Regions from separate parts of the Mus musculus genome. Here region 1 is linked to region 2. Evidence: chromatin contacts called from public promoter capture Hi-C data. All regions are on one chromosome and are shown on one strand. Each heading gives the region's core, a stretch centred on a gene start, on an enhancer-like site or on the middle of the called end of the contact. The rest is flanking DNA. Distances are from core to core; before and after follow the strand shown.

Region 1 (4,246 bases), core at 1,171-3,670, 2.2 Mb after region 2:
CAAAAACAAAAACAAAAAAAAACAACACTTTTTTAAAAGTTCCAAAGTATAAGCAGAAATTAATGAAAACTTGGTTTTTGTTTTGTTTTTCTTGCTAATCTTGTGTTTGTTTGGTTCCTAGACACAAAGATGCCACTTAACCAAAGTGGTGGCTAGGAATGTAGTTTAGTAGTTCTAGTATCTGTAAGGCCCTGGACTTGATACTTAGCACCACAAAACCTAACAAGCCAGGTAGGTGTCTTAGTCAGGGTTTCTACTGCTGCAATGAAACATCACGACCAAGAAGCACAGTGGGGAGGAAAGGGTTTATTCTGCTTACACTTCGACATTGCTGTTCATCACCAAAGAAAGTCAAGACTAGAACTCACATAGGAACCTGGATGCAAGAGCTGATGCAGAGGCTATAGAGGAGTGCCACTTTACTTGACTGCTTCCCCTGGCTTGCTTAGCTTGCCTTCATATAGACCCCAAGACCACCAGCCTAGAGAGATGGCACCACTCAATGGGCTGGGCCCTCTCCCTTGATTACTAATTGAGAAAATGCCTTATAGCTGGATCTCATAGAGGCAATTCCTCAACTGAGGAACTTTATTTGTGGTAACTCCAGCTTGTGTTAAGTTGACACACAAAACCAGCCAATATACCAGAATAGGTAGAGTCTTCTTTAGCCTCTTTTAAAGCAATGTAACCAACATGTTTTAGGGCTTCAAATTCTGGCCATCTGAGAAACTCATACCTGTGTCAAGCAACCACAAATTCTGTTTACAAACACACACACATTCTTTCTTCCCTTGTGCTTGCATACACATCCCCACACAAACATATAATAAAGGTATTGAAGGGTATTGAGAAGGGAGGTGTCAGTTTCCTAAAACAGCATTCCGGTAATAGTTACTTCTCAGTACCTACTGTCCTTTTCATTCAACAATCTCTTGTGAAAACCTTAAAAGCATTTCAGTATTCTCACCCTTTGTAATGGCTATAAGCTTCACATTGGACATCTCATTTAGTTATTTCCCTTTAGAAAAGCATCCATATTGTTCTGTGGTATGGTAACAATATTGTCAAATTGCTTTCTGGTAAGTCAGCTTTAAGTTCTATCTACACAAACAATTGTGGCATACTTGCAATCCCAGAACTCTATGGGTACAAGCAAGAAGGATCTTGAAGTTCAGGGACATCCTTTGCCACACAATGAATTTCTAGCCTGTTATGCTACATGAGACCCTGTCCTCAAAAAGCCAAAGCCAAAGCTGGTGCTGATAACTCAAGTCTATAATCTCAGCATTTGGAAGGCTGGGGCAGAAGACTCAAGAGTTCAAGGTTAGCCTGACATTGTGGGTCTGAGGCCAGCCTGTGCTACATAAGATTCTGTCTCAAAACAAAAGGGTTGGGGATATAACTGAGTTGGCATTATGCTTGCCTCGGGCTCAGGAGGCTGAGGTAAACTGGGAATAATATAGTGTGTGTCTGTAATCTCAACATTCAGGAAATGAATGAAGAAGGATCAGAAGTTTAAAGTTATCCTTGGCTACACACACAATGTGTTCTAGGCCAGCATAGGCTACATGAGACTGTCTCAAGGAAAAATAAATAGCAACAAAACAATACAGAAGAAAAAGCTGGAACTTAGGCAAGAAATAACATTTGTTTATGTACTGTTAAGTCAACAACGGAACCAATGTAGTCTTTGTAGTTTCCAATTGTTAAACCATTCCTGCTTTTCTGTTAATAGTTTTTCTTTCTAAAAATAGAAATAACAAGTAATACTAAAGCCTGCCTCTAACTCACTATATGGCTGAAGAGCCTTGAACTTCAACTTGAATTCTCAAGAAGTGTTTGGATTAAGGGCTTTACATATGTTAAGCTGATTCTTACAAAGACTCCTTGAGACAGGTACTAATACGCGATTTGCTTGGGTATGCGTGTGTATTACAACATTACCCCGTTAGCTTCGAATTTGTGGCAATCCTGTTTCAGTTTCCGGATAGCTGGGATTATAGGCGTGAACTGCCACGCCCTACTGTTATCCGAATTTTAGAAAGCTCTCCTGTACAATCGGGAGAGATTGTTACTGTTCATGGTCCCAAAGCTAGCGAGTCACGCCGGTATTAGTGGAGGTTTGTTGGTCCAGCCTGGCTCCAGGTTTCTTTTGTTCTGCCTTCACCCTCAACGCCCACCTGAGACAGGCCATCGGGTGGAGCCGCCAGCCCCACGGTGCACCACAGTCCTCAGAGACCAGACACAAAGCCGGGACAAGGACTAGGAGCCAGCAGGACGTGAGGGAAGGGACTGGGAGCTGGGGCGGACTCACAGTTCCAGGAGCTGACTGACTACTCCGGACAAAGGCATCGCGGAAGCCCTCTTAAGCCTGGACGGCAGTTGCGGCCCTCCACAACCAACTTCCGGTCGCGCAGGACTGGTAAACCTAAATGACGTCACAGAGTTGGACCTGGGGCGTGGCCACATTAGGAGCGGAAGAGGAAGTTCAGCGCTCTCTCTGGGCAGAACTGAGGGCTGCTCAGAACTAACTGGCACAAAATGTAGAGGCATCCAAAGCGGGAGCAAAGCCCCCTGGGACTTGTAGTTCTTCCTGCCCGCTATTGCCAGTTACTGCTTCTCCTGCCCAAGAGTCGCCAGAAGTCGCTGTCCAGGCAAAGGCTAATGGCAGGTCACTGCTTTTGCTGGTGCGATGCCAGGTCCCATGAAGCAAACCAAGTCTCTAGTCAGATACAGACACCGACTTCAAACACGGGGTTTACAGGACTGCAGTAGTCATCTCCACAGAGTGCGCCTGAAGCAAGAGCTGAACCATGCAGTCCTGGGTCATTCCAGGAATGGGACATATTAAGGCCTGTTCCGTTTAACATGACTAGCTATTTTGATTTTAGTCTCCATATTGCTCATAAGGTGAAATTAAGTACAGGTTCTCAGATTGTGCTTCCTAGAAGTAATTATTCGTAGCTGACATAACGTTCTCCATAATACTCATGCTCTGTTAGCTCAATACTCTGGAAACCCCTAACTACCACCTTACCCATCTCACTTAGTACCAGTCAGCTTAGAGGGCAGCTCATAATACTGATAAGACTAAGCGACTCTGATCGAACCCTGAGATGGCTCCAGGAGAGGGTATTAGGCCTCAAGGGAGAATTTCTCGCTCCCGACCCCAGGACGATTTCGCAGAAATGACTGACAAAACACTTCTCAGAAAAATCATACAACGTCCTGGCTGAAGGCCACCTGGGCCCTCTGGGGAACGAAGTTACTCTCCCAGGATGATCTGATATTGGCCCAGCCAATCAGCCAAAAGGTCAGCCTAACAACTTATCACCAAGGGCTTAGGTGTTGTTACTGTAATAGGCTTAAAAATGTATAAAAGGTGCTTGTATGTAGGGTCGCCTCCGGTCTCTTGGTCTCTTGCCTGAGAGACCGCTGAAGGTCGATCCCAGCGGACCAGAAAAATAAACCTCTTGCTTTTGCATGGATCTGAGAGTCTCATTTCACTTCGGATGGGGGGGCGGGGGTGTGTGTCTCCCGGCAGGTAATGATACTCTGGGGCTTTACAATGTCTTCTGCACTTGGTTTTCCTATAACCAGTCTGCCCTAGGTAGCACAGTCTGGTTCCCAAGTCCTTTCTATGTCCCTAATCGATAAGCCTGAATTAAGTAGTCAATAAACTTTCATCATATCTGAGATTAGTGTCCAAGTGGTCAGCGTGTGGCTATTCATGGACCCCAACAGGTCATATTCATTATAATCCTTCTAAATTGAAATTCTTTGGCCTGTTTTTCAGATCAGAATGTTAAGGTCTGAGAATTTGGGAATAATTCACTATGAAAACCAAGTTCCAGGCAACACAATTTATTCATAAAACTAGTATATCAGGGAAACAGCTGGGTTCAGAATTCAAACTGTCAGTGGGACAGGGCAGGGCAGGGCAGGACAGGGAAGGACAAGACAGAGCAACCTTTTAAAACAAAACCAAGCCGGGCAGTGGTGGTGCATGCCTTTAATCCCAGCACTTGGAAGGCAGAGACAGGTGGATTTCTGAGTTTGAGGCCAGACTGATCTACAGAGTGAATTCCAAGATAGCCAAGGCTACACAGAAAAACCCTGTTTCCAAAACAAAACAAAACAAAACAAAAAACAAAAAAACAAAAAACCCAAAAACAATAGTAACAAAACCAAAACACAAATTAGGTGAAATAGGGACATGAATAGAGGCAACTAACTGAGTACACGT
Region 2 (4,236 bases), core at 329-2,828:
TTTTTTCCACTGCTGAATTTTAACAGTGTTACCATTCAGGCTAAATTCTACTTGATAAACTTCTTTGGCTCCCACAAAAATTGCTGAGCAGTTTGGAGCTTGGACTTTAATCTTGACTCCATTTGCTTTATAATGAAGAATTTTAGGGTATTACCACATCAACTTGAAGCCTTTGGATGCACTCATATACCCATCAGAAAAGTTTTTGTTAGAATAACTTTGGAAAAACAAAAAAAACAAACAGAACCTTTACATCTTAAGTTTCTTTTTTTTTCCCTTTGCTAAACTCATCATTATGTTGAACTAAGGAGTCCTGCCTAGCCATGTCGATTGTACCTTACACTCAGACTGTCAGCTGATGGGGCTTCGTATTATTTCAATCAGAACCCAAATATTTTAAAGCTGTAGAACATTTTCTAATGGCTATCCTGTCCAACAGCAGGTTGCTCATGTTTTCTGTCACACAGGGCCCAAAGGCTTTTTGTAAAGAAAATAGAAAGCTACAAAGCAGCTGTTGAGTGGTATGTGTCTATGAGTGTTTTCAGCAGGGTTGGAGACAATCTACTTTTCATTCAGGGCTACTCTAAATGAGATCCCCTGTGTTCTGGACAGGAGCTTAGACACTGGGGGACAGGTGGACAGGTCACTTTACAGTGATAGATCTGGTGATAGCTATTTCCAAATGTCAGCAGTATGCCGTTTTTATGCTCTGCAGGTTATAAAGCTGTTCATTGTGAACCTTGTAACACTGCTGGTTATTTCTAATTAAATTATCAGATGCTAACATGCTCCCATTCATGATTTCATGACAATATTGGCTTCTTCCTGTATTGGGGTTTTAGTTTAACATGAATAAATACCACCATTTGAAAGCTCAGTTTGTTATTAGAACCTGGTTAAAATACCAGCAGACTGTTACAGATGCCAAATATTCTTTATCAAGGACAATGTAACAACTGATGATATGTGATAAAGTTAAAAACTTTTGATTATATATTTTATTTACAAAAGTATTATGCAAAGTTTGCATTACCTTATGAGAGGAAATAAAGTCAATTGATAATTGCCTTGTGTATTTGTCATTGTTTCTTTGTTCAGAAAAACAAAGTCTTCATTTCTGGTGGAAACAGTAACTGATTTTTGTTTGTAAACTTGCACGTTTGATTGAGTTTTTTTGAATCAGACAAATTGAGATCTCTGCTTAAGAAGTACATATAAAAGGAAATGCCAGCAACCTGCCTGGGGAAGGAAGGGTCAGAACAGATGCGTCAAAAAAGGGAAACAGAAGAGACACAAGCTTAGAGACATTGGTTGGAGAATGTAGGAGTCTAACCCATACATTCACGTGCTGGTTTTATTTTGACTAGTTTTTAGAAACAGGAGCCACATCCAGGAAGAGATCAAATGTAGCCTGTACATAACCTGGAGTAGAGCAGGTGTTTTGTGTGAAATTGTCATTTGTCACTTGGCAAGCATCAGGAATCTGTGAGCACAACACACCCAGTTGACAAACGGGGCCCTCCCTCACATGTTTGTCTAGCCTCGGGTCTATATGGCTAGCCACATCAAGGAAGCTGTGGCATTAGGAAGCTGGTGGTGGCTTTAACAGATGTGGCTTTGCTGAAGAAAATCTATGAGAAAGAGGCAGTTCCCGGTGACATTCACATGCTGAATAGCTAGAAGCAGCATTTACTGGGTGTGAGAAAATGGGACAAAAGGCTTCACAGCAGGTAGCTCCGAAGGACAGCCAGGAGGTTCTTGCCATGTGTGAGGTGGTCAGTGCGGCTATTTCCCATGCAGCGCAGAAGCTGAAGGAGTACCTCGGGTTTGAGTATCCGCTGAGCAGACTCTGCCTTGCAGCGAGTTCACTGACTGAGGTCTTCCTCGTCCACTTCGTTACCTTCTGCCAGGAAAGGGGAGCGGATGAGTGGCTCACCACCACCAAGATGACCAAGCACCAGGCCTGGCTGTTTGGAGCAGACTGGATTTGGACCTTCTGGGGACCTGATAAGCAAATACGGCTTCAGGTGGCAGTGCAGACTCTGAGGATGGCTTCGCTCCCTCTGACGGACCCAAAATCCTGTGAGTCAAGGGGAGAGGAGTCTTGGAAAAAAGGCAGATTTGACAAGCTGCAAGAGTTCTGTAACTTGGTAGGAGAGGACTGTCTGGGTCTGTTTATCATCTTCGGTGTGCCTGGAGAACCTAAGGCTATCAGAGGCGTTGTCCTGGAGAGTGTCAGAAACGGGATGATGGAGAGCCAGCTGCCAGGACGAAAGGCTGTGGAGCAGTTTGTGCTGGAAACAAAGGACTGTATCTCCATCAAAGAGCTGCTAGGGAACTGTCTGAGTAAAAGAGATGGGCTGAGTGACATGGGCAGAGTTTACATCCGCATCCTCTAAACTGGGCATGTTGCTGTGACTGGCCTGTGAGACAGAACAGGAGGACAATCCCCAACACAGGGCTATCCACCCCCTACATTGACTGAAAGTGATCCCTGGGTTAAAACTTGCTAGTGTCCCAGTTACGGAAAAGAAAAGAAAAAAAAAATAGCTGTTGCTGTGTCTTGGGAAATTTTACTTTGGGTTTTGTTTATTCAAAACTAAAAATTGGAAGAGAAAATGATAAATTATACATAAAGTTTGATTTGGAAAAAAAAGTTGTCTTTGAACTCATCTCATAGTCACAAGCTTAAAATGTTACTGCTGTTGTAAGGAGAGCAACTGTTCATGAGGTGTGGTGGGGATGTCAGTTTTGGTTCAGGACTCCTAAAGAAAACTTCCCACTGCTGACCTTCTGAGCCCTCCCTCCACAATTGCTTCTTCCCAGCAACTCCACAAATAAAGGACTTTCAAAGTATTTAACATAGGGTTCAACTGGGTGTTAGCTATACCATGAGTTACTGAGTCACCGGTGAAATATGTGTATTCGCAGTAAGGAATGTATTTTCAAACACAATGGTCATATTTTCTAAAATGTCTTCTTGGGACTTAACAATATAAAGAGCAATTGCCACTATTTACTGACCTCGTGTTGGGCCCAGTGCTTTAAATATATTATTATAATTTGCACATGAGGCTCTATTAAGAAGTATGTATTTGGGGCTGGAGAGATGGCTCAGCAGGTAAGAGCACCCGACTGCTCTTCCGAAGGTCCTGAGTTCAAATCCCAGCAACCACATGGTGGCTCACAACCATCCGTAACGAGATCTGACTCCCTCTTCTGGTGTGTCTGAAGACAGCTACAGTGTACTTACATATATAATAAATAAATAAATCTTAAAAAAAAAAGAAGTATGTATTTGTTGCTATTTGTCTATGATGTGTGTCATTCCCAAGTCATGAGCTGTTAACAAAAAGCCAAGTCTCCACTTATGGCTCCAACTCTTCCAACAATACATAAGTGAGTTGACTCTTGAGCACAAAGATGTTCACCTGTGAGGAAGCTGGCTGTTGTTTGTCTCTGCCTCACTCCTGCTCTCACTCTGTGCTGCCCTTCCTAGCCTGTTCCCTAGTGTGGAACCCTTGCTGAAACGTGGACCATGCTGATGTGGTCGTGCAATGCTGTAATCCTAGCCCTGGGAGAGGCTGAGGAAAAATGGCCGTGAATTTGAAGCCCAACCCGGGTTACCTGTCGAACTCTGGGTTAGCAGGGGCTACCCAGTGGAACTTGTCTTCAAACAACATGGACCAAATCTCTACATACCTACCCTCAAAAAAAGGGGGGGGGTGCTTCTCATAGCCTTGATCCTCTCTGTGTTTGGGAATCTAGGGCTCTTTCAAGGCTGGATGATGACATTGTAAGGCAAGATGGTAGCAGGTAGCATACTGGATGGCCTTTAAAGTAAGCAGTACATTTGATGTTATGATCTGTGTCACTGGAACTTCTCTGTTCTACATCATTTATTTAGAAAGGCTCATTGTATAGAAAGGCTCATTGCAGGCCATTGAGTCTATACAAGACCACTGACATGTCACAGTTGCTGAGGATGGGATGCGGTCAAATCTGAAGCCAATGCTTCCCCATTTCCACTCACTTATCCTGGAGCTGGTTTTTCTCTAGTTGTACGTTCCTCCCTCTATTGATCCCAGCCCTTGCAACCTATTCTAGGGCTCTGGCATCTAGTTACAAATACCTAGTAAACTACCAATAGTGCCTATCTAATTGGCTCTCCTCTGTGACTCCATCTGTCCTCTCCAGGCCATTGTCACTTCACTGGGTACTTTGGAAATCCCTTTT

What was found. Promoter capture Hi-C pulls out the DNA fragments that hold promoters and counts their contacts.
Region 1: a promoter capture Hi-C map of hippocampal neurons shows a contact between it and region 2, with 5 times the contacts expected there. The contact joins the promoter of Amn1 here to the promoter of Rep15 in region 2. A contact is called at or near these places in 1 of 39 promoter capture datasets (hippocampal neurons) and 1 of 115 datasets of contacts at active chromatin or transcription factors (astrocytes).

Annotation. Positions count from the first base shown.
Region 1 is chr6:149,186,292-149,190,537 of GRCm38.p6, forward strand. It overlaps Amn1 (antagonist of mitotic exit network 1), which reads right to left and starts at 2,421. Exons shown (of 7, transcript NM_001113424.1): 1 at 2,315-2,421. The coding sequence starts at 2,352.
Region 2 is chr6:147,030,959-147,035,194 of GRCm38.p6, forward strand. It overlaps Rep15 (RAB15 effector protein), which reads left to right and starts at 1,579. Exons shown (of 1, transcript NM_025620.2): 1 at 1,579-2,560. The coding sequence starts at 1,707. The coding sequence ends at 2,399. Ppfibp1 (PTPRF interacting protein, binding protein 1 (liprin beta 1)) reads left to right here. Exons shown (of 31, transcript NM_001355728.1): 31 at 1-1,067.